Regions from separate parts of the Macaca mulatta genome. Here region 2 is linked to region 1. Evidence: chromatin contacts called from public Hi-C data. All regions are on one chromosome and are shown on one strand. Each heading gives the region's core, a stretch centred on a gene start, on an enhancer-like site or on the middle of the called end of the contact. The rest is flanking DNA. Distances are from core to core; before and after follow the strand shown. Region 1 holds the start of SLC16A11 (solute carrier family 16 member 11). Region 2 holds the start of YBX2 (Y-box binding protein 2).

The links. A called contact is a pair of places that touch in the nucleus more often than the background predicts.
Region 2: a Hi-C map of fetal cortex germinal zone shows a contact between it and region 1, with 10 times the contacts expected there. The contact joins the promoter of YBX2 here to the promoter of SLC16A11 in region 1. A contact is called at or near these places in 3 of 14 Hi-C or Micro-C datasets (fetal cortex germinal zone, fetal cortical plate and liver).

What each region holds. Positions count from the first base shown.
Region 1 is chr16:8,516,533-8,521,177 of T2T-MMU8v2.0, forward strand. SLC16A11 (solute carrier family 16 member 11) reads right to left here and starts at 2,738. Exons shown (of 5, transcript XM_015118415.3): 1 at 2,424-2,738; 2 at 1,959-2,166; 3 at 1,577-1,720; 4 at 646-1,413; 5 at 271-558. The coding sequence starts at 2,160. The coding sequence ends at 329.
Region 2 is chr16:8,780,201-8,784,845 of T2T-MMU8v2.0, forward strand. It overlaps YBX2 (Y-box binding protein 2), which reads right to left and starts at 2,371. Exons shown (of 9, transcript XM_015118449.3): 1 at 1,900-2,371; 2 at 1,138-1,201. The coding sequence starts at 2,173.

The DNA of each region.
Region 1 (4,645 bases), core at 1,488-3,987:
GACTAGGGTAAGGGACATGAAGATGGGGCAGATAGCACCCACGAGCAACCCACCTCCAACCCCAGCAACACACTGAAACCGGCTGCCAGACAACTTTGCAAAGATTCCCTGTTCCGGCCAGGACTTGGGCAAAGAGAAATGGGTTGCCTGGACAGACAGTCGCCCTTCTTCATACCCAGGGCCTCCTGGGATCCTGTTCCTTTGAACCAGCCTTTCTGGCTGTCTTAAGTAGAATATTTTCAGGGTCCTAGATGGGTGAACAGTTGGAGGTTTCAGGAAAACCCAATAAAAATTCTTTATTGGGGGAGGGGCTCAAACAGGAAAATAATCAACAAGTGGTGTCCAGAGTGGAGCGAGGGCCTCCTGGGGACAGCAAGACTGCCTGGGGAGCGGGAAGCAGCTCCCCCCTCTCTGGGGGAGGCGTGGCTGGAGGGGAGGCTGGACCACAGGAGGGCAGCGCCTTGGGCAACCCTATGTAGATGAAGCTGCCGGAGAGGATCAAAGAGCCAGACACCAGGAAAGAGGTGGTGAAGTCTCCTGTCTCATCCCTTAGGAAGCCTGAGGAGATGGGTAAGGGAATTTAGAAGCCCCTAACCCCAGGGGCAGAGGATAGTTGTAGGCAGATCTGCGAGCTCAGGTCCTTACCTGATAGGGGAGGGCCCAGGAGCCCTCCGAGGCTCATCAGCATCATCACCAGTCCCGTGGCCTGCACCACACCTCCGATGCCCACCAGCCCGGGGAGCACACCGAAAACCAGCGGGGCGTAACTGCCCGCGCTCAGCCCATAGGCCACAGCCGCGGCCAGCAGGGGACCCCCCCAACTCTCTTCGCCCCCCACCACGGGCACCAGTCCCACTACCCACAGCCCCAGCCCAGTCAGAGCCCCGAATACGGCCAGCAGCCGCGGGAGAGGCACCCAGCCTTGGTCTGCCAGCCACCCGCAGACCAGCCGGGCGCCCGCATCACCCACCGCAGCCACGGCCACCACCAGCGCTGCCCCGTATCCCCCCAGGCCCCGGTCTAAAGCGTGGGGGGCCAAGTGCACGTAAGGAACGAAGTACCCGCCCCCAACCAGGGCTGTGCCTAGAGCAAAGATCGAGAAGGCCCGGCGTGTGAAGAGTCCCAGGCCGAGGGCAGCTAAGGGACTACGCGGTGGGGCTGGGGGGTCGCCAGGAAGGGCCAGGGGTAGCAGCAGGGCGCCACAAGGAGTGAGGTGGAGGGTGATCGCGCCGAGAAGGAGCAGAGCGCCCCGCCAGCCGAAAGTATCGAGGAGAAGCTGCAAGGCAGGCGCCAGGAGCAGCGAGGAGGCCCCGTTGCCAGTGAGCGCCAGCCCCACCGCCAAGACTCGACGGCGGGAGAAGTAACGCGAGAGGGTGCCTAGGGCAGGGGCGAACACCAGGGCCCAACCAGAGCCTGCGAATGAATGGGAGGGGATGTGGGCCGGCACTGGGGACGCCCTCCCCAGCATTCCCAGTCCTGCTCTCCGCACCAGGCCCTCGCCTCGTTCGCTACCCCAGTCCCATAAGCTCCTGTCCCCAGTTCACCCTGAATGACCCGGGCATCCCCCTTCCCTCACCAGCGAGGAGGCCCAGGCCGAGGTAGAGGTGCAGCAGACTGCGGGCGAAAGCCGAGAAGACGAAGCCCAGCGAGGCGAGGACACCCCCAACCATCACCACCGTGCGGGCTCCCCAGCGCGTGCTCAGGGCGCTGCCCACCGGGCCTGGAAGGGGGCGGAGTCAATAAAAGACACGCCCCCGGGCCCCCAAACTCTCTCCAACACCTCTCATTGGCTGTTTACCTCCCTCGAACTAATGGTTCCTCTCCTTGACCTTAAGATGCACTCTTTTCTAGAGCCGGTCGTCCTTTCTCAGGTTGTCGGGTAATCAGGGGGGTCTCCCATCCCTCCACTCACAGCCCCTCCTCCCCGTTCCCGTCTCTCGCCTCAGAGCCCGCCTCACTGGCTGCCTGCTGCACCGCCAGGGCCAGGGCGCTGATCCACGCAGTGTCCTGGGCGCTTCGGTCAAAGTGCTCGGCAAGGTCAGGGAAGGCAAGGCCCAGCGAGCGCAGCAGCCCGTAGGACAGCCCGTTCACTGCGAAGGCTGCGGCCGCCACCACCCAGCCCCAGCCCCCGTCCGGGGGTCCGGCGGGCTGGGGGGTCATCGCCGTCTGCGGGGGTAGGCAAACACCTGTGAGAGAAGCCTCTACGCCTGTGCTTCCGCTGGGAAGCTGGCATCCCTGAGATCCAGCCTCTGGCTGCTCCCCCGGGGTGGGCGGGTCACCCCGAGCGCGATGGCGCAGAGCAGAGGGAGCCGGAGCCAGGCCTAGGGCTGGAACTCCCGGGTCCGCGCGAGGTACCAGGACGGGGACAGCCAGATCCCCCAGGCCCGGGGCTCCCCGTCCCACGTACACTCCTTCCCCCTTACCCGACCTCTCCGGGCTGTGCGGGGAGGGGAAGGGCGAGGAAGGGCTGGGCCCGGCTTTCTCTCCGCTTCCCAGGCGGGCGGGGGCCCCGAAGGGGAGCGAGAGCAGCGATGGAGCCCAACTTGGACAAGCTCTCTCGGTAAACAGAGATCACCACAGGGGCCCGAGCCACCTGGGACGCCGGGGGTACGGAGGGCGGGGGCGAGCTGAAACAACCAATCAGCCAAGCCGCGGGTGAGGCCAGACACCAGTCCCACGGGGATTGAATTATGTACACACACAACCCCCAGCCCCGGGGAGGGAGTGGAGAGGAATGAATGCCGAGGGGCCCTGCCCTGCTCACACCCATGCACCTGCTGCCTGCTGCGCGCAGGGGAGACACGTGGATTGCAAACCCCAGCGAGCCCGAGCCCGGGGTCCACCGCCAACGCGGGGAAATATGGATGGTCCCAAAAGCCTGAGGGGATGAGTAGTTTTGTTTTCAGGAACATTGCTTAGGACCAGGTAGACCTCGGATATCAGATCACAGACTTCCACTGAGTGCCAGAGCTGTGCTTAGAATAGCAGACCCCCAGGCCGGGCACGGTGCACGCCTATAATACCAGCACTTTGGAAGGCCGATATGGGTGGGTCACCTGAGGTCAGGAGTTCGAGACCAGCCTGGCCAACGTGGCGAAACACCATCTCTACTAAAAAAACAAAGAAATTGGCCAGGCATGGTGGCACGAGCCTGTATTCCTAGCTACTCTGGAGGCTGAGGCAGGGGAATCTCTTGAACCCAGGAGGCAGAAGTTGCAGTAAGCCAAGATCATGCCACTGCACTCCAGCCTGGGCGACAGAGCAAGAGTCTGTCTCAAAAATAAATGAATAAATAAATAAATAAAATAACAGGCCCCCAAGGATAGAGGGTGAAACAGGACTCTCTCAAAGTGAAGACCTGTGATGTGCCAGGCACTGTTTACACATGCTATCATTTCATCTTATAATAACCCTATGAAGAAGTTGTTGCTCTCTTTTATTCATTTATTTTTTTTTAGATGGAGTCTCACTCTGTAGCCTAGGCTGGAGTGCAGTGGCGAGATCTTGGCTCACCACAACCTCTGCCTCCTGGGTTCAAGCGATTCTCCTGCCTCAGCCTCCCGAGTAGCTGGGATTACAGGCACATGCCACCACTCCTGGCTAATTTTTGTATTTTTTAGTAGAGATGGGGTTTCGCCATGGCCAGACTGGTCTGGAACTCATGACCTCAGGTGATCCACCACCTTGGCCTCCCAAAGTGCTAGGATTACAGGAGTCAGCCACCGCGCCCGGCTGGTGTCGTGCCTCTTTTATAGATGCAGTAACTGAAGCTCACAGGGAAAAAATGGTGTGAATATTTGAATTTAGGTCTGTCCAACTGTGGGACCTACAGGGAGAACAATCCTGGAACTGAAACAAAATCTGGCACAGTTAAGAGAAATATCCTGGATACAGCTTGATGCAAACTGCCCTGGAAAGGGCGGAACCATTGCAGGGACAGAAAACACAGGATTCTAAAATAAGGGGTCACTGGGAATAGAAAGGATTCTTGAGATCAGAATCTCTAAACACTTAGGTTAGAATTTTATTTTTTACGTATGTATGTATGTATGTATGTATGTATGTATTTACAGAGACAGGGTCTGGTCCAGGCTGAAGTGTAGTGGTGCCGTTATGGCTCCCTGCAGCCTCGACCTCCCAGGCTCAAGCGATCCTCCAACTCAGCCTCCCGAGTAGCTGGGACTACAGGCTCCACGCCACCATGCCTGGCTAAATTTGTTCATTTTTTGTAGAGAGGGGGTCACAGTATGTTGCACAGGCTGGTCTCAAGCTCCTGGACTTCAGCAATCCTTCCACCTTGGTCTCCCAAAGTGCTGAGATTACAGTCTACCATGCCTGGCCAGGTTAGAATTTTGAAAGCAAAGTAAGAAATCAGGTCATGGAACCCAGGTATTGATTTTTTGAAACACTTTATAGAAAATGTCCTTTTTGACAGGTTGACATTCTTTACCTCAGCTGTTTGAATTCCCAGGTGTGTTCTTTGGTTTAATTATTAAACATAGGATAGAACATTCAGCAACCTAAGTTGGGATCATGCATCCACCGAGCCACATGATGGCAGTGTTTCCTAATTGTTGGGAAAGAATCTGCCTGTAAAGACAAGAAAAACGCTTCTTAAGGAGCGCAACTGTAAACATGAAAAACA
Region 2 (4,645 bases), core at 1,121-3,620, 260 kb after region 1:
CTGCCCTTGCCTGGGCTCCACCTTCCACCCCAGGCTAGCCTTACAACCTGCCAGCGCTGGGTGCAACTGTCCCTGGCCAACACCCCTCCCCCAACCCCCATCAGGCTTGGAAAATTCCAGTCTTCTTCCTTCTATAGTCAAGGAGGCAGAAAGTGCAGAGGGGGCCAGAGGTGCAGAACAAGTTTGAGAAGGGAACAACGTGTCAGGAACTTGCTCCAAACAGCCACCAAACTTTATTCTCATCCTCAGCCTGGACGTGAATCCCAGGGTCAGGCCCACTCTCAACAAGCGTGGGTGCAAGGGTGAGAGACAAGAAAACATTCACCCATTCTCTATCACAAGAACCCCAGTGGGTGGGGGGAGGGGAGAAAGGAAAAGTTTTCCTGGAGGTGCTCTGCCCCCCACCCAGTCTGCCATTTCCAGAATCAGACAGAGACCATTCCCCAGAACAAACGTTTTAGCTTTAAAGCACATGGATCTGCACAAAGGTCAGCATGCTAAGAGTGAACTAGGGCCTCCCAGGAGGGCCAGGCCGGGCAGGATGCCTGGGCTGGGGAAGGGCCCACTGGCGGAGACCCGGCTCTGCTCAGAATCCACCGCCACAGCCTCTCCCAGTGCTGAGGGGTGGGGCTGCCTACTGAAGGAAAGCAGCAGCCTCTGGCTCCTTCCTCCTGCCCCCCACTGTCAGCCTCAGTCCCAACAGGTGGGGGGCTCGAATGAGCCAGAGCTCTTTAAGGGAGTTGAGTTGTGAGTGCTGCCATAACAGCAAATCAGTGAGGATTCCCGCCGGGGGCCCTGAGGCACAGAGAACCCTATAATACATTCTGCCCCAAAGGCATGTCAGAGTAAAAGTAATGAAGCAATTCCAGAAGGTGAGATGAGAAGCTGGCAGGGTCAGAGCCAGGTTTGCCAAGTTCCTGAATCATTAATCCTCCGCTGCCCTTGAAGATGTGGAGGAGCCTTCCTCTTGTCACTAAGCACACATTTGTGCTGCGGTTAAAGGCTTTCAACCAGCATCAGCTGGACATTGCAACCACGTGCCTCCGCAGGGGTCGAGATGAGGTTGGGCGGGTGTCCAGTCCCACAGGCCAGTTCGGAAGACACCCATTCCACCCCCGCCCTGGGTTCCTTGGATACCTGTTGATGAATCCGTAACCATTCCGGACGTTGAACCATTTGACAGTGCCCAGGACTCGGATTGCTGCCAGGCAGAGATGCAGTGGGGACAGTGAGACGGGGGGAAGAGATGGAGTTGAACTCAGTTTTGAGACACTCCAAAAAAAAAAAAAAAATCTAGCCTACTGCCTTATAACCTATTAAGCTTGCCTTCAAGCCAATCAGGTTTCACTAGTAGCTTCAAGGTATTCTTACCCTATTCCATCAAATGAAATCACCCACACAGGGGATTCAGGCTTTCAAAAAGCCTTCCAACTCTAAGGCATGTTCCCCACATCCTACAAATCCAGACCCTTCACCTAGAACTGGGTACTCACCTGGTCTGCAAAGTGCCGCCCCCAGGTCATAACTGAGGGTTTTTCTAGCCCTCCCAATGCAAGGGTCCCCAGTGCACCTGCTTGCCGGGCTCAGAGGTTTGCCTAGTTCTAACCCAGTCAACTAGGCACTGTGTCCCGCCCGGGGGCGTGGCCGGACCCTGGGGCTTTATTCTCCACCCCAAGACCTTAGCTGAACCTGCCGGCCCCGCCCTCCCGCCCAGGAAGGCACGGCAGGATTTCCCACCAGGGGAATCCACTTTGTTTGGTGCGCAGCTCCCAGCCCAGTTAGCGCTCTGGGCCTCCGGGCCAGGCCGCCTTTGGTTTTCCGGATCCTGCCGGGCTCCACACTGCCCCTCCCCCAGCCCGCCGACCCCTCAGAGCCTCCCTGTGCGCGCCCCCCCCTCACCCAGCACCGGCTTGTCCGCCTGACTCCGGGCCGGGGGGGCGGGGGTTCCCGAGGCCGCCGTCGCCGGGTTGCCAGGGGTGCGGGGGCCCGGCGCCAAGGGGGTCCCAGCAGCGGGGCCCGAGGCGGCTCCGCCCCCGCCGCCCGCCCCGCCGCCTGCTTTCTGCGGCTCCCCTGCGGGCACCGGTACCACCACCGCTACCACCCCTGCCGCCGTCGCGGGCACCGTCGCCGCGGGGACCGCTGTAGCCACCGCTGCCGCCTCCACCTCGCTCATCCCGCCGGGTCCAGTACCGGCCCCCGCCGCCACCGCCTCCTCCGCCGCCGCCGCCGCCACCGCCCCGGCCCCTCCCCCCGGCTCGCGAACCCGCCGCCCTGCTCGGTCCTCGCGCCCCGAGCCTCGCCCGCACGCCGGCAGCGGGCACAGAGCCGAGGCCAATCGCAGCCCGCTGCCGCCGCTCGCGCAGACCCCGCCTCCCGACCACGGGCCAATCCCAGCCCAGCAGCCCCCAGCCCGCACGCCGACCCCGCCTCCCGGACTTCGCACCGCGGCCCCGGCCCCCGCCGGCTGCCCAGTAAGTACACCTGGGCCCCGCCCCCTGGCCGCCACGTGACCACCCCCGGCCCGACCCATTGGCCGGCGGCCCCTTTCCCCTCCCCCCTCCGCCCCTTTCCACCGGCCGCGGGAAATCAAACGGGCCGGTCGCGCCCCAACTGCCACCTGGCCTCTGCGCGAAGGGCGGGGCCGTGGCCGCGGCGCCAAGGTTGCCCGTGACAACCTGAGCGAGGGGCGGGAGTCTGCAGCCTCGGTTCTGGCAGTGAGTAGCACTGCTCGCCTCCACCCTCGAGACCGACCTTGCCCGTATGCTGCCAGGTGCAGACGCCTTCCGGCCACCGCTGCCCTTGGCACCCTCTCCCCACAAGACGGCCCTGCACACCCTGGGGCTGCGGGGTCCGCCGCCGGATAGGCTGGAAAGCGCAGCAGAATGGATTTCCCGGCTCACACTTGCTCCCATAAGCCAGGACCCCCCACTCTTTTCTTTCTTTCTTTCTTTCTTTTTTTTTTTTTGAGACAGGGTCTCGCTCTGTCGCCCAGACTAGAGTGCAGTGGCGCGATCTCAGCTCTCTACAACCTCCGTCCCCCGGATTCAAGCGATTCTCCTGCCTTGAGCCACCTCAAAGTGGCTCCTGGCCTGCCTCTACCTATGTCTGTATTGGAAACAAAGTTTACAAGTAGCACAATGTGCAACACTTCGCTGAGTTGGGTGTGTTTGTTTGTTTGTTTTGACACAAAGTCTCCCTCTGTCGCCCAGGCTGGAGCGCAGTGCGTGATCTGGGCTCACTGCAGCCTCCGCCTCCCGGATTCAAGCGATTCTCCCTCCTCAGCCTCCTGAGTACCTGGAATGACAGGCATGCGCCACCACAGCCCGTCTAATTTTTGTATTTTTAGTAGAGATGGGGTTTCACCATATTGGTCAAGCTGGTCTCGAATTCCTGACCGGTGACCCACCCGCCTCAGCCTCCCAAAGTGTTGGGATGACAGGCGTGAGTCACTGTGCCCAGACTTCCTGAGTTTTGATCAATGTGTCTACCTATGTGGCCCATGCCGACTGCTGCAGCTCTGATGTCTACCGCCCTAGACTGGCTTTGGGGTCTCTCACATCTGCCTGCCGGGGGCTGTGGTCTCCGGTCAGGCGTCAAGCTCCAGCGGACTCGAGGCCTTTTGCACATGCAGTTTCCTCTGCCGAGAACACGCCTTCGTGTCCCAGGGTGGCTCTCTTCAAGTAGCAGCTTACATACGACTCTTCGCGATCGCACCATTCCTTCTTTTTCTGATGGCATTTTTGAAAATATGACACGATCCTGACCATTTGCTTATTTTATTTCCCTGCACACGGTGGGCTGTAAACTCCACAGCAGTAAGAGCCTTGTAGTTAAGCCGGACGCCTGCAGCAGTGCCTGGTACAACGTACACGTTCAATATTTATCGAATACATGAACAGCCCCCATTCCACAGATGAGAGGACTGAGGGGCAGTGAGAGGCTTGTACCAGGTTTCTCGGGAGCCTGGGAAGATTAAGAAAATGGGCCGGGCGCGGTGGCTCACGCCTGTAATCCCAGAAAAACGAGGCTCCAGCAGTATCTCCTCCCTAGGGCCGCCTCCCCCACCAGGGAGGACGCGGATGCGCGATGTATTTTTAGCCAGGGCAGCGCGCCCCGGAGCAGCACACGTGCCCCCAGGCGCTGCTGGGCCAGCCCCGAGTGCGCTTCCCAAGGGCTGGCGTCCTCCGCGTCCCCTTCGGGGCCAGCGGCCCACAGCAGCTGCAGTCGCCTCTCCCGGTCCCGGCGCGCCCTCTGCCGGCCGCTCCCGGAGGCCGCCGGATTCCGCTTCCTCGCTGACCCTCCACTTGCTATGTCGCTTGCTGCACCCCTCCCGCCCTTTCAGAGTTGAAGATTCTGATTTCCGGGGCATCGGGCTCAGTGGACAGAAAAAGAGAAGAGACGAGAAAACAATTAAGTCGCAAGATGAGGCCGTGAAGCATACAAGAATGACCACTGGCCTTAGACTGTTAAGGACCGACTTACCCGTCCCTAGCTCTGAGCTCAAAGAATTGGAGAAGCCTAAGACCAAGGCTGGGGAAGGCAAGCAAGAAACCTCAGTAGTGACCGCTGCAGCAAAAGAATCCCATGGAAGGCACAGATGGAGCTCAGGAGCCGGCCAGTTAGCTATAGGCTGGAGGGTGAGAAG